Linked DNA regions of Rattus norvegicus: region 1 is linked to region 2. The links are chromatin contacts, called in public Hi-C maps. All regions are on one chromosome and are shown on one strand. Each heading gives the region's core, a stretch centred on a gene start, on an enhancer-like site or on the middle of the called end of the contact. The rest is flanking DNA. Distances are from core to core; before and after follow the strand shown. Region 1 holds the start of Gpr107 (G protein-coupled receptor 107). Region 2 overlaps Fnbp1 (formin binding protein 1).

What was found. Hi-C and Micro-C count contacts between places; a contact is called where the count stands out from the background.
Region 1: a contact with region 2 is called in a Hi-C map of mammary epithelial cells, with 1.6 times the contacts expected there. The contact joins the promoter of Gpr107 here to the enhancer-like site in region 2. A contact is called at or near these places in 3 of 12 Hi-C or Micro-C datasets (kidney, liver and mammary epithelial cells).

Annotation. Positions count from the first base shown.
Region 1 is chr3:34,830,875-34,834,161 of GRCr8, reverse strand. Gpr107 (G protein-coupled receptor 107) reads right to left here and starts at 1,700. Exons shown (of 18, transcript NM_001107828.1): 1 at 1,545-1,700. The coding sequence starts at 1,667.
Region 2 is chr3:34,784,194-34,787,454 of GRCr8, reverse strand. It overlaps Fnbp1 (formin binding protein 1), which reads left to right. Exons shown (of 17, transcript NM_001393677.1): 2 at 3,010-3,125. Among named protein-coding and RNA genes, the nearest start is that of Fnbp1, 36 kb to the left of the region's middle. Within about 2 kb of position 1,619, at least 39 of the 93 cell types and tissues checked have an H3K27ac peak or open chromatin away from gene starts, as enhancers often do. A contact at or near this core is called in kidney, where this site is marked.

The sequences.
Region 1 (3,287 bases), core at 451-2,950, 47 kb before region 2:
AAAAAAGATTCTAGTTCCAATTATAGGATAATCTCAGGGAACATGTTACAAGAGAGAAAACCATCAAGCCATTTGGCACAGGAGAGACATCAATCACAGAACTAAACTTAGGTTGACGCAAGAGAGAGGTCAACCACAGAACTACTCTAAGTTTACTACTACTACATAAAAAGGTTGGTCTGGAAGGTTGGAATATACTCATTACTCAGGCTGGCCAATATAAATACTGCCAGCGTTTGCCTATTGATACCTGGCACATGGCACTTTAATACTAGAAATGTTGGACAGGGAGCCAGGAGAGATGGTCCCAGTGTGTCCTGTTGCAAATTTTGTTTCTAATTCCTAAGCTTTATGAACTCAGCTAAATTATATACTCAATAAAAAACAATCTGCAAACCTCAAAATGGGAGAGTTTAGAAATCAGGGGTTCTCAGCCACAGAGTGATAAACCTGCAAACTTGGATACACTGATAAACTGTACCAAGATTGTGAAGCTACAGGAAGGCCAAGAAAGCTGGGTGGCCTTCAGGAAGCATTTCTCTGGGGAGAGCTCCTGCAGCTTTCAGTGGATTTTATAAGGAGCCAAGACTGACCTGTCTTGCGGGTAAGAGCCACTCCACTCAAGATCAACTTAATTTACAAACAAAAGCGGATAGCCCGAGTATGCCCAAGTACAGTCTGTCTGTACCCTTTAAACTCTACATTTACAAGACTTTATTCTTCACACCTAATGGAAAGTATTTTTAAAAGACAGCTGTGCCCAGATCCACAACTTCTTGGAACATTGACTATTACGAATATGTACAAGGCTTTGAGTCATAATGATGTCATCTTCTGTTCTCCAGGTATATTAACAGGCTGACAATCCTGTGTAAGTCTTAGAGAACTTTATATTGTGGGTTAGTTACTATAGCGGTTCTTGGTGTTCATCTCAGGCCTGTCATAAACGTCTTCCTTAGGCAATGACCACAGAGGGAGAAAGAAAAAGGCCCATTACTTAGAAACACTTTGAACGATGAGTAAATTCTCAGGCTTGTTTTTTCTTCTTGAAATCAAGGCATGTATTTCAAGCAAGATTTGAATTACTCTTGGGGATCCTGGCTTTGGTCAGTCAATTGAGCATCCCAAACCAAGCAGGAAAAACAGGCTAGGATTCCGCACAACTTCAACGCGCCAGATCAAGGAGCACAGAAGGGCGGAGAAGGCGGACAAGAGAAATCGTAATTACATTTATGAAAGGGTGAGTGGGGAAGGTTGTCACCAACGTGGAATCCAGGGAGGCCAGCTGGGAATCGCAGGAGCGGCCTCCGGGTCTTTGGAGATTTAGGCCGCGGCTGGACCTCTTCCCTACGACCTCAAACCCGCAGGGATCAGACTATCCCAGGCGGCCGCAAGGCGTAGTCCATCCCCACAGGGCAGCGCAGACCCCTTAGCTCAAGGGCCGAACTTAGAGACCCCGCAGGGCTAAAGTTGGCTCAGCCCCGGACAGCGGCCGCGCCCCCGTCGCCACTCCCTGATCCTGCCCCCAGCCTGCCAGGCCTTACTTTGAGCGCCAGGTGATGGACGCGGCCCAAGCTGGGGTCGACGAGCAGCTCCAACAATGCCAGCAGTGGTAGCAGCCGCGGGCAGAAGGAGCCCGTGCAGCCGAGGGGTACCCGGACGGCCATATTTATTCCAGCATCACCAGCTGCTTCCTCTCCCACTCACTTCCGGGTCAAAGTGCGGCGTCCCGGACGTGCTCTGGAAGGGGGCGGGGCTGCCGCCTCCCAGGTCCTTGAGATCATTTTCCGGGAAAATGCAACTCTGGTCTCCGAAGGACCTGAGCGGACCACCTCCTGACTGTTCAGTTGGCTTCCCAGGGCGGACTTCCGGCAAAGCCCCCATGGCGGAGCAAGTCCAACACGGACCTCCTTTCCGCCTCGCCTGGCTTGGGGGATTGAAGGACCTGGACAGAAGCCTGGAACCCTCAATGTCCGCCACTGACCCTGGCGGTTGACTGGAATGTCGTCGGTGGTAATAGCTTAGGAATTGCTGGCCTGTCTTAGATTCCTCGACTTATTATCCTAGGCCTTTTACACAAATCGCAGACTTAAAATAGTTGCAGTAATAGGATTTATTGAGTACAAGTGAAGCAATCCACTAGGCTTTTTTTTTTTTAAGTGGCATTTAATCTTTGGGGCAGTCTAATCAGATAAGAGGTAGGTGTCATGCTTTTTTTCTAGTCTACCTAATAAGAGATGGTCATTTTGTCCAGGCTGAGCTGGGAATCACATGCAAATTTTTAACTGATACGTCATTTTGTCTTGTGTGATTTCGTGCCGACGGTGCAGTCCGAGCCTTAATGTTTTCTATTTTGGTTTCTTTGGAAACTTTGCTTTTGATCCTTGGCACTTAATGGAATGACTTCGTTATAGATCCCTGGTTCCACTGTTTAACAAGGGGTTACGGGAAACAAGCATATTAAAACTGCTGATAACCAAGTCTGTTTAGTCTTTTGGTTCTTGTTTTTAACTGGACGCACAAGTAACATATGCTTCTGTGTATGTGCGCATAATTATTTAAGCAAAATAGGACAAAATGAAAACACTGGGGACTCCACTACCGGGCAACCACCACTGTATAGGTGTGTGAACATCTACGACAGAATCAGATTTCTATAGCTTTTTAACTGGAACAGTTAACAGGATATATTCTAAAGGTCTGGTTGCTTGGTTTTTTTTAAATTATGTATGTGTGTGCCATGTGTAGGTATCTGAGGGGACCAGAAGATGGTGTCACCCTCCGGAGCTGGAGTTACAGGCAATTATGTGTTACCTGACATCATGGGTGCTGTATACTGAACTCAGTTACTCTAAAAGAGTAGTAAGTGCTCTTTTTTTTTTTTTGGTTCTTTTTTTCGGAGCTGGGGACCGAACCTAGGTAAGCGCTCTACCACTGAGCTAAATTCCCAACCCCGTAAGTGCTCTTAACCACTCAGCAATGTCTCTATAATAGACATTATAGATGTCTATTATATATAGATAATAGATCTATATCTATATTACATATAGGTAGGTAATTAAGTTTTTATGTATGTTGGTTTTGTGTGTATGTGTGTGTGTATATATATGTATACATATATACATGTATATGTATACATATATACATATACACATATATACATATATATGTGCATATATGTATATATGTGTGTGTATATACATATATGTGTATATATGTATATATGTGTATATATATGTACATATATATGCATGCCATGGGATGTTCCCAAAGAGACCAGAAGGAGG
Region 2 (3,261 bases), core at 370-2,869:
TTGACTCAAGGTTGATGTAGAGGCGAGCTTAAAGCACAGCTCAGCTCCAGCACTCAACAATGCCCATATTGTGTTTGAAAGAGATCGAATCACGCACTCGGGGAATCAAGAGACAACAGGAAGCTTTTAGAAGGGAGTGGGTATGTATTTGTGGGGTAGATTGTGGCGAGGATTGGTCTCATGGGTGCACACCTTACCTTTAGACACTCCGGGTTATATATGTTAAGTGTGTATAGCTTCCGTCGCTGTTGGCAGAGGCTCACTGTATTGGTCAGGCTGGCCTTGAAATCTCGGTTCCATGTGATCCTCCTGTCTAAGCTTTCTGAGAGGTGGGAATATAAATGTATACATCACTGTGTGCAGTCTCTTTAAAAAGATTTTATGGGGCAGGGGGAGGGGATAGGAGGCTTATGGACAGGAAACCAGGAAAGGGAATATACATTTGAAATGTAAATAAAGAAATATATCCAATAAGAAAAGACTAATGTTCCACAATGGATATTTAAATATATTTTAATTATGTCTCTAATGTTAAATAAATTCATATTTAATAAAAAATTATTTTATTTTATTGAGGGGTTGTGTGGCTTGAGACAGGGTTTCTCTGTGTAGCCCTGGCTGTCCTGGAACCCCTTCTGAAGACCAGGCTGTCCTCAAACTCAGAGACCCGCCTGCCTCTGCCTTCCAAGTGCTGGGATTAAAGGTGTGCACCACCATACCGCTGGTGGGCAATTTTATTTTTACTTATTCTTGTATGTATATGTTTGTGAGTTCGACCACATAAATAAGTGGAGGTTAGAAGCCTAAGATCCCCTGGAGTTGGACTTACACAGGACCAAGTGGATGCCGAGAACAAAGCCGGTGCTCTGCAAGAGCCGTATGTGACCTTAACCATTGAGCCATCTCAGCTCACCCTCCCCCTTTTTTGAGAAGGCATCTTATGTAGACCAGGCTGTTTTTAATTTTGCTATATAGCTGAGGATGACCCTAAGCTTCTGATCCTCCTTCCTCTACTTTCTAAGTGCTGAATTTACAGGGGTGTGGACCACACAGTTCATGAGGGGTTAGAGGTAGGAGCCAGGGCTTCCTGCGTGCTAAGGAAGCATTCTACCAACTGGGCCAGCGCTGTGTCGATGGCAGTCATAGCTCGGATGGGGCTGGAATGAACGCCTGAAGGGTGCCAGTTATATACTGCATGTCTTAAGACCTTGCATGTTTTAGAGAAATGAGGTAGGGGTTCCCGGGCACACTAGGGATGCCTAGCAGAACCGTTGAGATGGTTGGCAACCTGTGTCAGTGAAGCCCTGGAGCTGGCCAGACCCTCATTCTCTGGCCCTCTGAGGTTCCCTCTGAGGCAGCAGCACGCCTCCCATCTGACCTGGCTCGAGTCTCTTCCTGGGATGCTCTAATGCATTCTCTGGCTCTGTTCCACCACTCTCCTTCCTGGGCCAGTCCTCCCTGCTGCTCCTGTGTAGGGCTGCCCACCCCCTGGCACTCCGATCTGTGGCTGAAGCTTCAGCCCCGTCCACTTCCCGACGTCCTCCTGAGGGCTTAGTCCATCTGTGCTTGCAGACTCTGCTATGCATACCAAACCCTTTATTCACACGGCCAAACTGCACTGAGTTTTCTCCCTGTGTGGACTTTGCTTACGTGCAGGAAGCAGACTCGGACTCACCCTGGAGCCCTTCCCCCTTGCTCACATCTCCCTCAGAGTCTGCAGCCAATCTGTCACTTACAGTAGCATTTGCCAAGTGTCAGAATGGCTTCCTCCTGCTCTCATTCTCAGTCTCCTGACCTCGGTCTCCCATGATTCCAAGCAGATCTGTGGTCACGATCTTGCAAGAGCTCTCCAAATTCAAGTAGCTGGTTCTTTTTTTCTTTCTTTTTCAACGATTTATTTATTTATGTATGTGGGTACACTGTCGCTGTCTTCAGACACACAGGAAAGGGTATCAGATCTCATTATAGATGGTTGTGAGCCACCATGTGGTTGCTGGGAATTGAACTCAGAATCTTTGGAAGAGCAGTTGGTGCTCTCAACCACTGAGCCATCTCTTTAGCTCTTTCTTAAAAAGGAAAAAAAAAAAATGTAGGGTGGGTGCATGTCTTTAAGCTCAGCATCCCTGAGGTAGAGGCAGGTGGATTTCTGAATTCCAAGCCCCTGGTCACTTATCAAGTTCCAGGCCAACCAAGGCTACATAGTGAGACCCTGTCTCAATAACAACAACAACCACGACCACAACAGGAACAGGAGAGGAGAAAGCCAGAGAGATGGCCCAGCAGTTAAACGCACTGGCTGCTTTTCCAGAGGACTAGGGTTCAATTCCCAGCACCCATATGACAGCTCATTACTGGCTGTAACTCTGGACCCAGGGATCTGAGACCTCCTTCGGGGTACCAGGCACACTTGGGGCACTTACACACACGCAGGCAAAGCACCCACGTACAAATATAAGAAGTCGTTTGTTTCTTATTTTATTAGATATGCGTGAGCACATTGCATGAGGGTACTTAAGGAGTCTAGAAAGGGTTTCTGATATCCAGGAGCTAGAGTTATACCTGTGGGCTGCCTGACAGGAGTGCCAGGACTCAAACTCTGGCCGCCGTCTGCTAGAGCAGCTAGTGCTCTTAACTACTGAGCCGTCTCTTCTGCCCTAGTGTGCTCGTGTGTGTGTGTGTGTGTGTGTGTGTGTGTGTGTGTGTGTGTGTGTGTCTCACCTGTCAGCTTTTGGCATCTGAGACATTTTCCTTTGTAATGGAACATTAATTATATATAGAAGAAATGTGTCTAAAAGGAGGAGAGGGCAGGGAGGCTAACTCTGGACCGTGCTCAAACCAAATTTGGTAATGTTGGTGTAAAGCTCTCAACAGACACCCGCATCCTCAGTGTCATCATGGAAAATGCTAGAGCCACTGTCCTGGATCAGAGAAAATGATGGGGAGGGTGGCTCCCTAGAACTGGAAGCCATAGAATGAGACAATAAACTCCCCCCCCCTCTCTTCAAACAGGATCAGTTTGACAACTTGGAAAAACACACACAGTGGGGAATCGACATTCTTGAGAAATACATCAAGTTCGTCAAGGAGAGAACGGAGATTGAGCTCAGCTATGCCAAACAGCTCAGGTAAGGCAGCCTGGAGAGATGGCTGAGGTGCTGCAAGTGCGCAAAGGGTTCATTCCTCTTTCTATTAAAATTTTTATGACATTTATTTATTGATAGGGCAGGGGAGTATGTGCCGGGGTGTTTGTGTGAAGTAGAA